Linked DNA regions of Ovis aries: region 1 is linked to region 2. A link is a contact called in public Hi-C data. All regions are on one chromosome and are shown on one strand. Each heading gives the region's core, a stretch centred on a gene start, on an enhancer-like site or on the middle of the called end of the contact. The rest is flanking DNA. Distances are from core to core; before and after follow the strand shown.

Region 1 (6,038 bases), core at 1,212-3,711, 250 kb before region 2:
CCATGACACTTAGGCCACGAACACTGCCTGCCCCCGCCCTTTCAGTGGAAGCTGCATTTCAGACAGAGTCAAGGCTACAGACTCTTGGGTTCAGTGGTTGGAATCACCAGTTTTCCCGAAAGATGAATGCTTTCAAATATTCCTTATTCGTTGATTTTGTATTCTGGGCACCAAATCATTTGACATGCCCTGTATATTGGTGGTGATTATGCTAATAGTTTTAAAATTAACTTTTAAAATTCTAGAACCGAATCTGATCGTTATAGAAAAAAGTACAGAAAAAATTAACAGTAATAAAAATGAACTGTCGCATAAAAACATAGCTGTTATGAAGATTTCGGCATATTTCCGTCCGTCATCTGCATCCTCCGTCTTCCTTGTGTTTATACAGCTGTGATCATGCTGCAAATGCGATTTTTACTGCATTCACTTCATCGCATCATCTTGGGCACATGTATTATGAACTCATCATAATATTTTATTTGTGTAGATCGTAATTTTTTTATTTTTATAGATGTACTGTCTTTGACTTTCAGGGGGCTTCCCTGGTAGCTCAGCCAGTGAAGAATCTGCCTGCAGTGCTGGAGACTCCAATTTGATTCCTGAGTCAGGAAGATCCCCTTGAAAAGGGATAGGCTACCCTCTCCAGTATTCTTGGGCTTCGCTAGTGGTTCAGATGGTAAAGAATCCTCCTGCAATGTGGGAGACCTCGGTTCGATCCCTGGGTTGGGAAGATCCCCAGGAGGAGGGCATGGCAACCCACTCCAGTATTCTCGCCTGGACAATCCCAAAGGACATAGGCGCTTTACAGGCTATAGTCCATGGGGTCTCAAAGAGTCGGACATGACTGAGCAACTAAGCACAGCCCACGCAGCACTGTCATTGACTAGCGCATTTAGGTTACATATGTAAATGTTTTCTGTAAACATTTCTGTAAACATAGTAAAAACTATGATAAATAATGTTGTCAAATACTTTTTAAGTGAATCTTTTTCCTAACTTGGAGTTATTTACTAAAGGGAGACTTCTTGCAATGGACTATGAGGTCAAAATATATAAACATATTTGCAGTGGAACCAAAGTTTACGCCCAGTGTGTGTGCTCACACCTTAGTGCTAGCATTTAAGCTCACCAGATAGCACCTTCTTTTCCTTCCAAATGTGTTTGTTATAAAAATAATTCAATTATATCTGTAAAAAGTAAAATTAGCTCTTTCTTTCATTCTCAGTCTCAGTATTGAAAGTCGATGCATACTTTAGACTTTGCTGGGAGGCCTGCATGAATGTCTGTGTGTAGGCTGCTACACACCGTTGTGTGTGCAGGTGGGGAGGTGTGGGGAGGAGTAAGCCTGACAGGTGCAGTGGACACGTTCCTCAGCAGTGGGCAGGGCTGTGGAAATCCTTTTTAATGGCTGTGTGGTGCTCCATTGCAAGGTATAGTTTACGTGGACCGAGTAGTTACTGAGATTTTTTCTGTTGTTAAAAAGCACAGCAACAAACCACCTCCACATTATCTTTGCACAGTCATGCGTATGTTTCTTTTAGAACAAATCCCTGAAAGCAGGATGCTTGCATGAGTTTTGCATTAAGATATTTTTTGATTGGGTAAGCAGGACCTATTTTTAAAGGATATTCAGAGTTAAGGAATTCAAGACAGTAATTCAGTCTCCACTGAAGTTCCTAACTTCAAACTTGAGCCTCCTTTGGGAACTAGAATCCATAGTATCCACTAGATTCAACAGGAGTTCTGGAAGTTCAGGGAACTGAGTAGGAAGTAAAAAAAAAAAAAAAGATACAAAGTCACTCCTCACTTATAATCTGTGTCAAGCAAGCAAGGGAAACATAAGGAACCCCCAATTTTTTCCAAATCTGTTCTTTATCTTTCTCCTGAATACTAGAGCCATATTCTTCGCAAGAGCATAATGAACAGGGTGGAAGAGATTTTTTCTGTTAGTACCTATCTTGTGGTTCCACGTGGTTTCAAAACAGCAGATCTGTGCCATCAGAATCCCAAAGCTTCGGACTTTGCCCTCTGCTAAGAAAAGGGAATGCGCTTTCTTCTGAAAGGGACCACACGGGCTCTGGCGTGTGTGCATCTCGGCTGGCCCAGCCCCTCCCTTGTCTCACCAAGGAGGACAGGAGGGGGCACACCCAGGTGACAAAGCAGAGCCCGCGCCCTCTGACCCACACCCAACCCCACCACACCCGGTGCTTTCCAGACCACCGTTTCCCAAGCCAGCTTGGTGCTTCCACCATGCTGCCTTCCACTCAACCTTGATCTTTTATTTCAGGACTTCACCCAGTTTCACATTCGCTGTGCCTTGACCTCAGGCATCTCTCTGATGAAGCATTTGCAAATGATACGTAACTGTCCAAAGTGATCCCAAGGCGGCCATGGGCCAAGTCCTGAGCCGGCAGAGGGGACCGCCCTGCCCTCCTGGGTGTGCTGCACCTTTAACAAAATCTTAACCACAGCCCGGCTTCAGGCCAGGCTATGAATAGCAGTTCCTTACATTGGCCCACACTTCTGCCTTTCAGAGAACTTTCACATCGACTCTCTCATTTGTTTTTCAAAGTAGTGTGATGAGGCCAAAGGTGGGGGAACAGGCTCTCTCCCCACTTTACAGATGAGGAGGCTGAGGCAGAGTAAATGATTAAAGAGCCCCAGACACTCATTTTGTGAGCAGTTAAGAGAACAGAGCTCCCACTCCCCTGGGCCACCTGCGGCCAGTGAATGCTTCCTGGGGCCCCAGCCCTGCTCTGAGCGGAGCTGTTGGCTCATTTCTGTGTCCCCTTTTGGATGGAAGAGGTAAAGTTTCCCTGAGAACAGAGGGAGAAAAGCATGTCCTGTAGAGCACGATGATGCTAAGAGTGAAACTAATTCCTGAGCAGATCCTGGGGCCACAGTATCTCATTATATTCAGGGACGCACAGCCCAGTGACCAGAAGCACGCTGGTGCTATTTGGACTTCTCAGCTGCTCCCTCAGCCTTCCCTCCCCTTTCCCCACCTTCCCAGGTCTGCTTCCTACTCTTGCACTAGGCCAACACTTTGCCCAGGTACCCTGGCCCCACATTCCCTGCAAGGGACCTGTGAATGTCCTCACCCCGTCTTGGGCAGAGGTGGTCCCCAAAGACCCATCCAGGGTCACAGGGCAGGGGTGCCACCCTGGAGGCAGATGGCAGCCCCCAGCACACTCAGCACAAGCATCTGGCTACATCCCTCTCTGATGCCCTGCTCCTAGTTTGCATCAGTCATCTTTGCCCCACTTAGGTTCTGTGAACCTCTAGTTGTGCATTTACAGAATTTCCTCCTTACTGTGAAAGCGATCAGGAGCCTAGCCTGTTTGAGTCCTGACATAGCATGCTGCTGCTGCTGCCAAGTCACTTCAGTCGTGTCCGACTCTGTGCGACCCCAGAGACGGCAGCCCACCAGGCTCCCCCATCCCTGGGATTCTCCAGGCAAGAACACTGGAGTGGGTTGCCATTTCTTTCTCCAATGCATGAAGATGAAAAGGGAAAGTGAAGTCGCTCAGTCGTGTCCAACTCTTCGCGACCCCATGGACTGCAGCCTATGAGGCTCCTCCATCCATGGGATCTTCCAGGCAAGAGTACTGGAGTGGAATGCTGCTGCCTTCTCCGCCTGACATAGCATAGCTCTTGGTAAACAAGGGTCCAGGTGACTTGAACTTGCACTACCCTTAACACAGAACAGATGCCGCTCAGCTGGGAGCCTGGGTTTCAGGGCCTTCCGGGGCCACTTGGTTCCACCACCTGCCAGCCTTGTTGTCTCTGGGCACATGGCTTAGACTTGTTCTCAAGCCTCAGTGCCCACATCTCTACCATGGCATGGTCCCAGGACCAAGGACATGGAGTGTTGTGAGATTAAATAAAGCAGCCCACGTAAGTGTCACAAAGGGTATGGGCTCCTGAGGATTAGTCGGGTCTGTGTTACAGAGAGCCTGTTCATGCTGGAATTCTCATCCACGTATGCATGACTTACAATCTACGCATAACATGGTTTTCTCCATATTTGCCTTATTTTTCTATTTGTCTTTTAATTATATGCCATCTGGGCCCCTTTTTTTTCTAACTGATTTACTAAAGTTCCTTATATTTTTCAAGTTATTTAATTTCTATTTTATTATGCTTTGTTGAGAAAAACCAATTAGTTATAAACTTAGGCAGTAATTTACTCAGTTACCTATAGCGGACCAACCCTAGGCTTATTTTGGGAATCGGGTGCCAAAGAAGGTGTTCAGAAGACTAGCAACTATGGAGCAAAGACAGACATGAAGACTGCTTATTTTTAAATGGGTTCCTGCTTCCCTTAGCTTCCTTAAGTGAGGGAATGGGTCTGATCTTGCAGCTGACTTGGAAGTTCTCTCGGAGCTTGTACTTTTCAGTGTCTTTCATCTGAAAAACCTTATCCCCATCAGCCATGGGTCTATAGAGCGTCCCCCAGAATCTGCTCTCCTCTAGTCTTGTTGCTTAAGATGGAAAAAAGTTCCCCTTTGTTGTCCCTGAAAAAGGGTTAAATGGAATAGATTCTAGAAGCAGCGTGGGTGAGGACTTTCGTTTTCAAATATGTGGCAGTTTATTATGCAACTGCATTCATTTCTCAAGCCCAAGCAGCTTATCATTAATTCAGTCCTCTAGTTCATGTTTGTTATTTTTAGATATGATGTAATATAATATCATTATTATAACATGACGTAGAATACTATTTAACATCAATAACCTATCTGCCACAGGTCAAGCACCAATAGTTGGATGGTGTTTTAGATCCAGCCCTTGCCGAGCTTCCATCTTGGCTTCTTACTGCTCTGATGGAAGGCTGTGACCTTAGAGGCATCTTCATTCTGCAGGTGTTTTAGAGGCAGTGGAAAAAAACTCTCACTCAGAGGAAGGGGGTTTCCTTCGTAACATGCATGGAACCTTTGATGAATTCGGGGAGAGATATAACATATGAATGACTTTGCCCCACTTTTTGCTCCCACTCTGACATACAGCTGCAATTCTAGGAGAAGATTCCAAGAAATCCTGAAGGGTCCTGCCTAGAAATTGGCAGGAGTGGTTCATTCACCCAGGTCCCACCAACAAACCTGAAACCTAAAACACAGATTCCTAACTTGACTGCCCATGAGAGTTATCTGGAGAGAGAAAGAAAAAAAAACAATTTCCAGCTCACAGCACTTACCAATTAAATTAGCATGTCTGGTGGGTGGGAGTCAGGCGTTGGTACCTTTGAAAAATCCCCGAGTTGTCAGGCGCAGCCGCGTCGGGAAACCACTGTCTCTACCTCTCTCCAGCTGCCTGTCCCAGATCAACTGCATTCTTCACTGCCAGGCTGCTATTTCATCCACTTCTTATTTCTTTGAAATCTTGTACTATGACTACAATTAGCTGAGCACCTACTAAGTGCTAAAGACTTGCCAGCTGCTTTTACCTTCACTGAATCCCTCTGACCCCAGGGGCCCTGGGAGGCCACGTGCACTCTTGACTGCAGCCGCCCAGGGCTTTCCCCGCTTAATCTCACAGCTGGTGGAGGGGTGGAGGCAGGCCCAGCTCCCAGCCTCACCGTATCCATTAACTTGCACCGCTCATTCTGCTGTGGCCCTTGATGTGCTTGCCCTTCACTTTCTCTGCATTGGGTCCCCTATTTTATTGTCTGAGAGGAGGCTAGTCACAGACCGATGTGCTTGGAAGAGACACAGAAGGTTTACCTGGCACAGGCCCTGCCCTATATGTCCTGTCCTCTCGTGTGCTAATGCCATCACAGAGTCCGTGCCCGGAAGGATCCCAGAGGACCTGCCCACGGACACAGGTAGACTCTGGCCTCCCTCTCGACTGCAGCCTTGAGCTTGGTCCTGTCACCCTTCTCGTAGCCAAGGCAGCGAGGCTTCCAGGGCCTCAGTCTGTGTGCGGGTCTGCGAGTCAACAAGCGGAGTCAGAGGCCCAGGTCTGAGGCCCGGCCCCTGAGCACTCACCATTCACTGCCCTGCCTGCTCGCCACCTGCCACTGCATATGTATCCTCTCT
Region 2 (6,250 bases), core at 1,223-3,722:
CTCAGATGGTAAAGAATCTACCTGCAACACAGGAGACCCGGGTTCAATCCCTGGGTTGGGAAGATCCCTTGGAGAAGAAATGGCAACCCAGTCCAGTATTCATTCCTGGAGAATCCCACAGACAGAGGAGCCTGGTGGGCTACAGTCCATGGGGTTGCAAAGAGTCGGACACAACTGAACAACCAACACTCAGCTAGAAGGGATCTGAGGAGGGCAGTGGCCTGCCCACATCTCTCAAGCTCATCAACTGAGTTTGGGAAGGGGTTGAGGAGCAATCCATCCTGGAACCCAGGACGTGGTAAGAAGTGAGGGTGAAGTTTCAAACCCTCCCTTTAAGAGCATTGCACAGGATGATAGACTTCATTTCTTGGTTTTCACTACCTTTTATATTATTGAAGTCATGCTAAGAATGATGATCCTCAGCATCTTTTTGATGCTGTAAGCCATTAAGCTTCCTCTGGTCCCCTTGCAAGCCCCTCAGTGAATCAGGGGTGCACCCACCCCATGTGCCCAACCTGGTGAGCCCCACTCTGGGAAGTCGACCCTGGAGGGTGTTTCCTTCATGGTAATGAGCAGAGGTGATGGTGAGGAGCAGAACAGCTCACATTCACACCTGGGAGGGGTAAGAGTCAGGAACAGTCTGCCTGGTCAGCCCCAGGACGACTGCAACTGCTTCCAGGTGGATGCACCAAGGTTCAAAGAGCCTGGTTGCCTGCACAGAGGGCCTGGAAGATGCTGAGTGAAGGAAGCGGGGTGTGGCTGCAGTTGTCAGACGGACACTGTTCCTTGCTCTCCCTGTTCACCTGGGAGAGCCTGGCGTGTTCTGGACAGCTCCTCCTCTGCTGTTCCCCCTGGGGCAGCTCTGGCAGTTTCCTGAGTGCAGTTTTTTATCCTCCCTGAAGACAGATGCTCATCCAATTCTATTCCTGATGAGTGCTGTAAATTTACAAAACATGCTGTGTTTTATATATTAGTGTGAAATCTGAGGAGCTAAACATCAGAATTGGGGACTCAGGTGCCAACGAGTTCTGATCCCATTTCCAACTCATTGGTCATATTTTCTATCAAAATAAAACATCTTGGAGGTTTTGTGACTCCTTGGTGAAGTTCTGAGTTTTCCCTAAAAGTATGTGCACTCTAAGGAACAGGATTGCTCGGCTGTTGCCAAAAGTCTCGTTTTTTCCATATGGCCAGCCTCTCAACTCCAAATCCTGAACAGGGCTCGAAACAGACATCCAGGAGCTGGGCAATCAGTACAAGACTTGGAAGAAATGCTCAGACCACCAAGGCAGGGGTCCCCCGTTGCTCAGAAGCCCAGGCATCACTCTGAACCCCGCTGGTCTTTTTCATACTCCGGAACCCAGAGAGCAGCCCAGCACAGCTGCCAGGCAGGCCTGGAGCTCAGGTGCTGCCTATACAGCCTGGATCTTCCCTGCCTTCCCCAAGAGCCTGGCCCTTGCTGCCTCTGACCAGGGGTGGGGCAGGTGGAGATGGAGCCGCTTGGCTCCTAGAATAGCACTTCTGCCTCATGGCCAGGCTCCTGTCCTCCCATTGGCCTCTCCCAGCATTAACCCAAACTCCCAGCTCCCAGCTCAAGACTGCCTCCAGATTCTCTCACCCACACCGCCTTCCCCGGGCCCTAGGGCATCCAGAAATCCCCCATGACCCTGGTTCTCAAATGCAGCTCAGAATCACCTGGCTGGTTCTCAGAAATGGAGTTTCCAAAGGCCCACTCCTGACCTTTCTGGAGCTGGAGGTCTGCGTGGGGTCCACCTGCCTCCAATGGGGCCAGTTCCTCGAGTCCAGACAAGCTGACCCCACCCACCTGGCCCCCATCAAGGCAGACACAGCCTTAACCCTCTCCTCCAGCCCAGCCACCTCCCTCTCTGTTTTGACAGAGGAAGAAACTTAATAATTGCTTATTAGTGAAGTGAATAATTATTCAAAATTAATAATGTCTCTCTCTTCCCCTCTTAAATTTAAAACAACCCGTGCACATGTGCTAAGTCGCTTCAGTCAGGTCCGACTCTGTGATCTTATGGACTGCCGCCCGGCAGGCTCCTCTGTCCATGGGATTCTCCGGGCAAGAATACTGGAGTGGGTTTGCCATGACAGGAAAAGTCAGAGAGTGGAAAACCAAAATACCAGCTGTGCTACCTGTGAAACCTAGATTAGAGGAACCAGCTTCTGTGCCTGACCACTGTGGACTTGCTGAGTCCAGGCAGACTTGCCCAGCCGGATGCAGGTAGGATTTAAACTCAGGCACCCGCCTGAGGGGGCTGAGCCCTCGCCCTGCAAGAAAGGGGAGGGGGAGCGGAGCCCTCATCCTGCAGGCAGCAGAGCCCAGGAAAGCAAGAGAAAGCAAGCTCAGTGCCTGCAGGATGAGGAGCCTGAGGAGGAAACAAGCAGGTGCAGGGGAGCCCCCGGCGGCAGAGAAGAGAGTGGCGTGATGAGAAGCAGGCGAGCGAGGAGAGGAGCAGGCGGGAGGCCTGCAAGGGGGGAAGGCATGACCTACCAGCAGCGGGGCTGCAGAGGGTTTGACTCTCTCTCCCTGGGGTGTGGTCTCCAGGAGCAGGGTTGTTTTTACTCCTGCCATATCTTCAGAGTTACCTGGCACATAGTAGGTGCTTGGTATGGTCTGAATGCGTCTCTCCAGAAATCATATGTGGAAATCCTGCCTCCCAAAGGTATTTGGAGGTGGCCGTTTGGCAGGTGACCAAGTCATCAGGATGGAGTCCTCGTGGTGGGATTGCTACGTACTAAGTCACTTCAGTCGTGTCCGACTCTTCAAAACCCCATGGACTGTAGCCTGCCAGACCCCTCTATCCACGGGATTCTCCGGGCAAGAATACTGGAGTCTGTTCCCACGCCCTCCTCCAGGGCATCTTCCCAATCCGGGGATGGAACCCGCATCTCTTCCCACTAGCGCCACCTGCTGGGATTGGTGTCCTAATAAAGAGGCTTTAAGGGGCTCCCTCACCCTTGTCTCCTGTGAGGACAGTGAGAAACCCACCACCGGGAGTGGGCCTCACCTGGCCCTGACTGCAAGACTTGCAGCTTCCGGAACTGCGGGAAATGAACTTCGTTGTTCACAAGCCGCCCGGCGCCTGGCAATTTGTGACAGCAACCGACAGACTGAGGTGCGGGTCCGTAAGCACGGACGCGTGTGATTGTCTCCTGAAGATGACTGAGATGACTGCACGCGGAGCACTTGTGAGGTGCTGACCCCAGATCTCAGGTCCTGTGTGCGCGGTTAGTGGGGGGCGGGGGCAGCGTGGGCTGCGCAGGGGGACTGAGCGGGGGAGCTGGGGAGGCACTGGGTCACGAGAATGGGTCAGCTGTGAAGACAGGTCACAGTCTGAGAGTCAGGTGGTCTAAAGCGAGAAAGCAGGATGGACCCAGGAGGCGCCCGAGGGCAGAGCGAGCTGGGAGGGCGGCCGAGCTCTGTTCCCACGGAGACGAGGGCGATGGTCCCAGAAAGGAGGGGAGCCCGGCGCCCAGACCCCCTCCACGAAGGAGAGGCCGAGCAGCAGGCCCAGCACAGCAGCTGAGACCAGGAGCGACACAGGCCGTGACAGTTGGCGGGGGGCCCAGGGAGGGAGATGCCGGAGGCAGGGATGGGCTGGGGACCCCTGAGGCTGATGCTGGCAGGAAGGAGATGGGGAACTTGGTGCAGCCCGGACCTCAGGCCTCAGCTGGGACCAGATGCTTCAAGACATGCCAAGTTCTGGGCTGTATTTTCCTAAGGAGGAAGGTGAAAACCTCAGTGTGAAGTCCCCTCACTTTTTCCGCTTTTTGGGGAAGCCAAGGACAGGAACAAGGCATAATCCCTGTGTGCTGTCTCCTCTGGGCCCCCCGCCCTGCTCCCCCAGCACAGGCTGCCCGAGCCCCCTCCCTGGCAGCGGGCTGCTGCGCCAGCCCAGCAGGTGGGCTGTGGCTACGGGGATTGCAGGGCGGGAAGCAGATGTGGCCCCCGCAGTCCCCAGGCACAACTGGAGGCTGGCCGCTTGGGGAGGAGATTTGCATAATAAGGATAATTTGGTACCAAAGCTGTCCCCTGAAGTGAACTGCCTGGATCTCGGTGCAGTTAACAAATTTCACTTCTTCTTTCCCATGTTTTGTCAGACCAACTAGATGTGACGTTCAGTGTGTGAATTGTCCAAAGATACCTTCTTTCTCCCTGCATGATTCCGGCCTCCCTCCCTCTGCTCTGCCTGATCTGGGGCCTCCCGTGCCCAATCCCAGGGTCTCTGGCCCCCGAAGGCAGCACAGCAGTGCCCGCCCCACTCAAAGCCTTGCTCCCTCTCGGTGGGACCCCACGGTGGGACTCCAGGCCTCTGAGCACCTTGCCTCTGCTCCCCGCACCTGCCTCTGTGTCCCCGTCAGCTTCCTCCCTCCTGCTTCCTGTGGGCAAGGGCGGACCGAAGCCCCACAGTGAGGAGGGCATGTGGTCTTGGCCCTCGGCTTGATTCCCCTTTCAGGGCCCTCCTCCCACTGGGCACTACCCTTCAGAAAACCCGCGTGGCTCCCCTGCCCATACCCAGATCCCACTCCTTTAAGTATCACGATTCTTTGAAGCTGCCTTTATACCATCCTACAAGAAAACACTCATACGTGTTACTGTTAAAAAATAAAATAGGTGCAGTGCATTCTGGGGGGCTCCCCTGGTGCCTCAGTGGTAAAGAAACCGCCTGCACTGTAGGAGCTGCAGGTTCGATCCCTGGGTTGGGAAGGTCCCCTGGAGGAAGGCATGGCAACCCACCGTAGCATTCTTGCCTGGAGAATCCCATGGACAGGAGCCTGGCGGGCTACAGTCCACAGGGTCCAAAGAGTCAGACTCGACTTGGTGACTGAACAGCCATGTGCTTGAGGGTCTGTGCCAACCCCAGGAGCCCTGGAGTCAGGGAGCCTAGTCTGGGGTCCAAGTCCACCCCTTGCAGATGTCATCTGGTCTGATCAGGACCTGATTCTCCGCATCGCTCCAGGCTCCTTCTAACCTTCGGCAGCCTGGCACCTAGGCTTCTGCATATGATGAGCCCACAGGCCCTGGAATGCTCCCCAAGCTGTGCCAGCTGCTGAACTAGGCGTGTAACAAGGCTGAAACTTTGTTCTTTACTAATCTTTGGAGCTGTCTCAAAGCCAGATCTCCAGGCTTCCGAGCTGTCTAAGTCTGTCTCAGGCCTCACATGGTGCTCTGTTAAGTGGCTGCCTCCTCCATTGGACTATGAGGCAGAGGTCTTGCCTCATCATCCCCAAACTTTACTCCAAGATTGGGGTCAGGCCCCAGAGGGCACATGGCATATAGGACGGACACTTGTCCCCTGCTCCTTGGGGTCTGTGAAGTCTTATCCCACCAAGATGATGGCCTGGACCCCCCCAGCCCAGGGTTCTTCCTCCTGAATCCGCCTCCCATCTTTCCACATGCTTCAGGGCCAACATCATCTCCCCCAGAGAAAGACAGGAGACAATGGGACACAGGCCTCAGGCTCCCGAGGTCTCCAGGAGGGCCCTCTCCTGTGGGCCCTGGCAGGGGCCCGCATCCAGGGGGTAGGCTGGGCAGTCCTGGGGGACACAGTTGATGGGGAGGAGGAGGGTTGAGAGACTGGGTAGCCAGGCTCCACCCGGTCACAGCTAGTCTGAGCCAGAGGCAGAGAGAGAGGAGACAGGAACCTGTTTACAAAACAGTTAAAGCTGGAGAAAGCAGGACAAGTGGAAGACAGGGAAAACAAGCAAACAAAAGGGGTAAGAAGAGAAAATAGTAACAAGTGTGGTGGCTTCCAATCCAACTGCATCAATCTTCATTTTAAACATCATTGGTCTAAATACACCACTTGAAACGCAGACACTGTCAGAGTGGATCCACAGACAAGATTCAACTACACGTCGTCCATGAAGAAGTCACTTTAAATGTAAGACACGTGGGGCCTCCCCGGTAGCTCAGACTGTACAGAATCTGCCTGCAGTGCAGCAGACACAGGAAATGTCGGTTCGATCCGTGGGTCAGGAAGATTTCCTGGAGGAGGAAATGGCCACCCACTCCAATATTCTTGCCTGGGGAATTCCATGGACAGAGGAGCCTGACGGGCTACAGTCCATGGGGTTGCAAAGAGTGGGACACCACTCAGCGACCGGGCACATGTAGATTGAAGAGATGAAGGACACCCTTTGCTAACACCAGGCAGGAGAAAGCAGGAGTTGTCATAAGTTTAGACGCAGCAGCCTTCAGGGCCAGGGAGGCTGTCCAGGATAG

Evidence for each region. A called contact is a pair of places that touch in the nucleus more often than the background predicts.
Region 1: a contact with region 2 is called in a Hi-C map of blood, with 2.3 times the contacts expected there. The contact joins two enhancer-like sites. A contact is called at or near these places in 8 of 16 Hi-C or Micro-C datasets (blood, hypothalamus, liver and 3 more).

What each region holds. Positions count from the first base shown.
Region 1 is chr4:6,527,769-6,533,806 of ARS-UI_Ramb_v3.0, reverse strand. All of the region lies in intron 7 of SPMIP7 (sperm microtubule inner protein 7), which reads left to right. Among named protein-coding and RNA genes, the nearest start is that of SPMIP7, 58 kb to the left of the region's middle. Within about 2 kb of position 2,461, at least 7 of the 54 cell types and tissues checked have an H3K27ac peak or open chromatin away from gene starts, as enhancers often do.
Region 2 is chr4:6,280,718-6,286,967 of ARS-UI_Ramb_v3.0, reverse strand. The region is part of intron 9 of IKZF1 (IKAROS family zinc finger 1); the gene reads left to right. Among named protein-coding and RNA genes, the nearest start is that of FIGNL1, 47 kb to the right of the region's middle. Within about 2 kb of position 2,472, at least 2 of the 54 cell types and tissues checked have an H3K27ac peak or open chromatin away from gene starts, as enhancers often do.